Regions from separate parts of the Arachis hypogaea genome. Here region 1 is linked to region 2. The links are chromatin contacts, called in public Hi-C maps. All regions are on one chromosome and are shown on one strand. Each heading gives the region's core, a stretch centred on a gene start, on an enhancer-like site or on the middle of the called end of the contact. The rest is flanking DNA. Distances are from core to core; before and after follow the strand shown. Region 1 holds the start of LOC112754709 (protein DETOXIFICATION 21). Region 2 holds the start of LOC112754706.

Region 1 (3,463 bases), core at 364-2,863, 470 kb after region 2:
CTTAGAATTTTAATCCATTGGGGACATAACAATATTAATTGAGTAATGATTAGGAGTACTAAACTTTCTTTGTTTAGAAGTTAGGAGGATAATTAGGAGAATAAATTAGGACTCTCAATCATTTTTCATGTTAATTCATTAGACTTTATATTTGATGTCATTCATAATCTTTGATGAAAGAGGAGAGGATGGGGGAGTTAGGTTAATGAATTTCTTACCACATCATAGCCCCAGAAGACAAAGAGAGCTTGGCAAGAGGCCAAAGATCCTTAAATGCTAAAAATGAGAAACCTTTCCAAGTTTGAGGACAATTCCTCATGATGTAAACAAGCTGGCCCAAATTAGGTATCCAATATGCCAAAACTGTTGAAATCATTGCACCATTAAGCCCAAGCTTATACCTCACAGTCAAAAGCCATGATAGAAAAATATGAGTTGAGATTGAAAGTGCTGCAAGGTATGCAATGATCTTGTTCTTGCTCTGTGCTTGGAGGAACATTTGGCATGTGAATGAAACTAAGAATGAAAATACCACAAGAATTGACCATAGTGAAATGCTTCCTGCCACTTCAGCAATGGTTTTTTCTTGGCCTAGAAACTTTAAGAGTGGTGCTGTGAAGATGAAAATTGGAAGAAGGAGTAGTGAGGTCATGAACAAGATTATCCATGATCTTTGGAGATATATTCCAAGCATCTCATATCTTTTGGCTCCATATGCTTGCCCACATAGAGTTTCCAATGCACTTGCCATACCTAGCTACAATTTTCAATTTTCCCAGCCATTATTTTAACTTTGTTAATTAAATAGTAGACTACACATTAAACATCATACACAAAAGCTTGTACAAATCTGATACATTATAAGAACACTCCAACAAAATTGACTGGTATTTTATTTTTTATTTTTTGTAGAAAACTATTATTATACTATAGAAAATAAATTCTAAAGAATAACTCTAATTGCGCTTTCAAAAAGTTCTAATTATATTCTAATTTTTTGTCATACTGCAGCATAGAAATAGAAACCAAATAGAATAACTATTCATTGGAGTTATTCTTAAAAATGTCAGATATGAAAATAATGAAAGAAAAGAAAAATGATGTCTTTGTGTTTGTGTGAACGGCAACATCTCTAACATGCCTCTTCGTACCAAAGCTCTTTAGGATATAACGAAATTTTGCATAGTTTTTTTTTATCTTGTACTAAAATTCTATTGTTTTTTTTAATCAATGGTAGAATCTTAGATCTTTTAGATCATGGAAGTTCTGATATCATATAAAAATACTTACTTATCTTGAAAGTGATAGAAGAAAACACATAAATAGTTATATTTGTAATAAATAAAAAAAATGAAAAAATAGGTCTTACCAAAACACCATTTGCAAATTTGACTAGTAAAGTCATGACAAGTGCATAGGCAGCAAGGTCAGTGGATCCAATATGACCAATGAAGGATTGACTAACCACAGTTATACCAAATGTTGAGAACCTTGACATTATGGCTGGCCCGGCCACTACCCACATCTTCTTGCTCTCTTTCCATACCCTTTTCCCAATTGATGAATTCTTTTGCAAAAGCTTCTCGTTTATTTCCTCCTTCCCCATCTTCTTTTTCTGCTAATATTTCAAATTTTCAATCAGCAATTCATGTCTTTGCATGCAGTAGTGCCTTAATTATTTCACAGATGTTTTTGATCAAGATAACTTGGTTATTGTTCATTTAGGGCATCATTTTATCGAATACCTTTGATTCCAAAAATGAAAATTTAGATCCTATTTATTTAACTTTTTATCACTCTATTTTTTATGCATTATATTTGGAAATAGTGCTTTGTATATCAAAATTAAATTTTTAATGTATTTAGATGTAACTTACGCAATTTTTATTAGGGAGATGCTATGGTGTTTAAAGATATAATGGTTAACCAACTTGGGTTAGTCGAGTGGTCAACTCATTCGTCCGCCTAAACAAGTGCGATATTTAAAGAGTGTTACTAAAACTAAAGTAATGTTTCTTTTTACAATTTAACAATGTCGTCTAATTTAAAAATAAAAAATATTATTGAATTTAAAAAATATGACTTTAATTTTAATAATATTTTGTAAATATTGTTAAAATTGATTAGCAATTATAATCCCCATAACCATAAACATCATAAACTCTATTTTTTTTTTAATTAATGTGTATTCACATAATCAGTTGGAATAACAGATGCTTTATCTCTTTTAATTAACTAATAATCTCACAATCAAACTTCGAATATAATACAAAAATACTCTAATAGAATTGCAATGAAAATGACAAGAGAAGAAAAATTCAAGGAAAGAATCTAACACCTGTGTTTAGAGAACTATCGGTTTGTCCTAGAATCATAATTTCTTTTACTTAATACCAAAAACAGAGTTTTGTTATGGATGTGGCTAGTAGTATTGGGTAGTTTGTCTTTTAACCAGATTCCACTGTTCCATTATTAGAGAAAATTTTATCCATTATTATTGTTAGAAAACCATAGAAAAGACACCTCATTATTGTTGCCATTAGTACTGGGAATACCTCCAAAGTTTGTCGTAATTATTCAATCTGAGAAATTACATGTACAATATTTTTCGGAAGACCTTTTACTTTGAAATTAAAAATTTATTTCTTTCATGATGACCTGAATAAGAAAGGACCTGTACTATTTTAAGAGTGATGTAATACAACAAGGTAGTTTAATTTTAGAGGAAAAATGTCATTTTCTTCTCTTTTGAATGATAACTAAATAAAATAATAATTATATTTAAATGAATAAACTTAAGAGTGAATTCAATTTTACTGTATAGGAAGATAGTACACATGCACCTCCACATCCATATCTAGTGAATGTGTACTTACATAAAAAATAAAGAATCTTATGCAATATCAGTGTTAGTGTAAAAATATATATATGTATGTAGATATTTTAATCTAATATATTGTTGTATTTGTAAAATTTGAGAAAATTATCCGTAATCAGTCGTCACATATTTTTTTCCTTAAAAAAAAAAAAGGAAGGTGTAGGAACAATTTAACAGAGCTATTTGAAGAATTTAACCACATACATTACAATAATATAATTTGAAGCATGTTGTATATATGAACACACAGGATATATAGAAACATAAATTCGTTTCATTGAACAAGTACATCATCAAATTCCAATTCCCCTCTTCCCTGATTCTAACCATAAAAGAAATTAAAACATATATAGAAGAAATAATTTAGTAGCAACGTGTAACGAACTATATATGAAAAATTAATGATGGTATTGGCAACTGGTTATTATATAAATTATTTCATTTTCTTAATTCTCGCCAACTTTTTTTTTTGAAGGTTAATTCTCGCCAACTTTGTAATCGCATACTTGTGTAACCACCAGCAGAAAAGTAAGTATAAAAGCATATGATTATATATATATATATTTTCATATACAGGGATGAATG
Region 2 (3,402 bases), core at 486-2,985:
TGATAGATCTCTTTGTAAATATCGACAAGAGAAACTCGGAGTGGAGTGTAGTTGTAGTATCTTCGAGGCTTCTCCGAGATATACTCCTCTTTTTTCATTGTCTCCTTCTCTTTATCCCGAGTTTGGTAGGGAAGGTTTGGCTTTGGGACGAGATCTCTAAGTCAGGAGTTCTCCTCCATATTGATATACTTCTCTGCCTGCTCTTGTACTTCATACATGGAAGTCGGGTATCGCTTGGATATGGATTGAAAAAACGTCCCTTCTCTAAGGCCGTTGACGAACCCCATTGTCACTGGTTCAAGAGGTAAGTTTTGTATTTCCAAGTAAGCTTTGTTGAATCTTTCTATATAATCTCGGAGTGCTTCACCAACCTCTTGTTTTACCCCTAAGAGATTTGGAGCATGTTTGACTTTATTCTTCTGAATTGAAAATCAGGTCAGAAACTTCCTTGCCAGGTCATCAAAACAAGTCAACCACCTGGGCGGTAAGTTATCAAACCATTTCATCGCTGCTTTGGTCAGCGTTGTCGGGAAGGCCTTGCAATGAGTTACATCAGACTCATCAGCTAGGTACATCTGACTTTTGAGGTGATGTCTTGGGTCGGTCGTTCCATTGTGGAGATCCTTATCGGAACTTTTAAAGCTCTTGGAAATCCGTGCTTGCATGATTTCTTCAATGAATGGTCCTCCCCTCTAAGAGGACTTTTCTCTCTTTTAGCCCGATTTCTCCGACTTCTTAGGTCGGCCTCTAATCTCGAGAGCTTTTCCTCCAGCTCTCTTTGTCATCATATCTCTTTTCGTAATTCCTTTTTCGCTTCTCGTTGTCCATTCAGCTTTTGGCTCAAGTTGTTCTAATCGACCGCGATGCCCATGTAAGAGTCCCAGTATCACCGTGGGATGAGGAGGTTCTTCATCTTCGGGTGGGTGGATCTCTGAATGGATCTGCCATGGTGGCGGATTTCCTGATGTACCTTCTTCGGGGGGGGGGGGTACTTGTTCTTTCCCGTGTTGGAGGTAACACAAGTGCTCAATCGTCGTTGTGAGGCTCCGGTTCCGATTTAGATGCCGTATAGCCATCTTTGAATTGATTGTCCGCCATTCGTAGGTGTAGCTTCCAGGTCTTCGGCAACGGTGCCAATGTTTCGAGAATTATCTGAAACGATGATTAGGGCCAGAATGTGAGGTCCAGATTCCTTATGAGGCAGCATCCAACTTGTGTTGGTGCCGAGGAGCCGCCGTTTGAGTTTTCTTGTGAGGAGGTGGAGGGTGGTACCTACAAGAGACTCCGATGCTTAAGTTAGCAAAGACTGTAGGCAGGTTTTTTGTAGATTGGATTCTGAATATATCTGAGGGTGTCAGCGTATTTATAGTAGAAAAAATAACCAATTTTTGGAGTAGTTCTACCGTAAGTGGTGGATAACTGTTCTCTTTTTTTAAGGAAGTTGTTAAGATTTCCCTTCGAGATAAGTGAAAAATATTTTAAGAGTTCGTTGTTTATTCAGATAAATAAGGTTGAACTGCTATCGTCGTACCCGACCTCATAGGAGTGGATGAGGCCATTTTTATTGGGTGGGCTTCTGTTCTTTTTGGGCTTAGCTGTATTTTTGGGTCGGAGTATAAATAGTGATAAATTAGAACGTATTATAAAACTTTAATTTATTTTTATTTTTTATTTAAAAAATAAAAAAAATATAATAATAAAATGTATAAATATGAAAAATTAATAAGAATAATTTATGTTCGTTTTCCTTGCTTTCCTTGGTCAGTTGGTTGCCATCTACCCAAAAAACAAGTCAAGAGCTTGCACACCCAGACCAGAACGCGTTTCAGCTGTGGCTACTCTCTTGATTCGGTAACACACCAAAACTTCGATTCTTTCCTTCTCTCTCAATTATTTTATTATTTTCTTCATTCTTTTTTTTTTTCCAAAATTTTCCTTAACAAGCACGAAAAGCAATAGCAATTGGATATAAGCAATATTAGTTCTTTGAAATTTATAAACCCTTCCGGTTTCTTAGGTTGTTTTGCATTTACGTACGAGGATTCCTTTCCCTCCGTGAAATTAAGGTACAAATAGTAAGAACCCTTCGCCCCCAATTTCTGTTAATCCGCATCCTACATTATTCGATTCGGCATCAGCTGAGGAAGCAAAAGGAGCCCATTTTTCTTTAAGAAAAAAAAAAATTCAAATAGTAAACTTTTCATCTTTCCTCTTTAGGGTATATGAAATTGCTTATCTTAATTCATGTATGTGTGTGTGTTTATCGTGTTTGTTTCCATCGTTGTTGTGCACTTGTGCCCCGTATTGAAGTATCAGCTCAATTTTGGTTCATTATGTTGTTTTTACTGTCGATTTAGTTGATCAATTTGATAAGCTTTTCATCTAGGGTTAGCAAAATTAGAGGGAATGAGGGAATGTTTTGGTGCTTGATGGATCATAGTAATGCTCAGCAGCTGAGTGATCAATAAAAAATATTTGCTTTTGTTTTGGGTCTTATTTAATATTTGGTATATTGATGATTATGGTCTTGAGCTTTGCTGGTTTCTTAGAAAAGGTTCTGTTTTTGGCTGATAGGCTAGCCAATTATAAAGAGTCATATTGATGTCATCAAGAACACTGAGAAGAAGGCTCCATCATGGGGATGTTGGTGATAGAAGCAGGGCGCACTACGAGAGTTCGGGATTGGATAATTTGAGTGAGCCCTTACTGGGCGACGATGAATCATATGGTAGTAGGAGGGTAAGAGATTCTTTGTGGTTATCTGTTTTGGTTTGGTTTTTATTCTAAATTCATTTGTTTAATCTGTTCTTAAATTGTGATTTTTTTTAATCTTATACAGACAAATGAACTTGATGATACTTGGGATGATGAGAGGAAGAAAGCACAGTTTCATTGGACATTCTTATTTTCGAACCTTATTGCGCAGTGGGCACAGTGGTTTGGTATGTGTATGATTTAGTTTTGACTTCCCTCATAGTTACAGCTAAGTCTCCATGATATGAATAATGAAGTGGTTTGTTGTTTCACATTGGTTAGCAAGAATCGCAATAATTGACTGTTTGTCACTGGCTTTTTTGTTAATAAGTAATTTGTTGTTTTAGTTATCTTCTCCAATTAGGCAAATAGCTTATTCTCCCTTTATATGCCGAAGGACACATCCTTTTTACCATATTATTTTTTGCCCTTTATTCTCCCCTTTTTTGCCCTTTTTACCGTAGGAAACCCTGCATTTATGATGGCATATTTTTCTTGTGTTCATAGTTCATGAGTTCTATCCTAGATTTTTCTGGACATAATTTTGCACCACTTCTGGTTAAACGGGATTAAAATCCCTTGCTTTTGTTGGGAATCGAGTAAAAATAAAGGCAATGAACATCCTTTTCCCCCTTAAAAGTCCTAATA

What was found. A called contact is a pair of places that touch in the nucleus more often than the background predicts.
Region 1: a contact with region 2 is called in a Hi-C map of an unstated tissue, with 3 times the contacts expected there. The contact joins the promoter of LOC112754709 here to the promoter of LOC112754706 in region 2. A contact is called at or near these places in 2 of 8 Hi-C or Micro-C datasets (leaf and an unstated tissue).

The regions. Positions count from the first base shown.
Region 1 is chr16:116,323,157-116,326,619 of arahy.Tifrunner.gnm2.J5K5, forward strand. LOC112754709 (protein DETOXIFICATION 21) reads right to left here and starts at 1,614. Exons shown (of 8, transcript XM_025802435.3): 1 at 1,370-1,614; 2 at 219-757. The coding sequence starts at 1,606.
Region 2 is chr16:115,857,075-115,860,476 of arahy.Tifrunner.gnm2.J5K5, forward strand. LOC112754706 reads left to right here and starts at 1,736. Exons shown (of 11, transcript XM_025802430.3): 1 at 1,736-1,851; 2 at 2,018-2,066; 3 at 2,575-2,739; 4 at 2,840-2,942. The coding sequence starts at 2,602.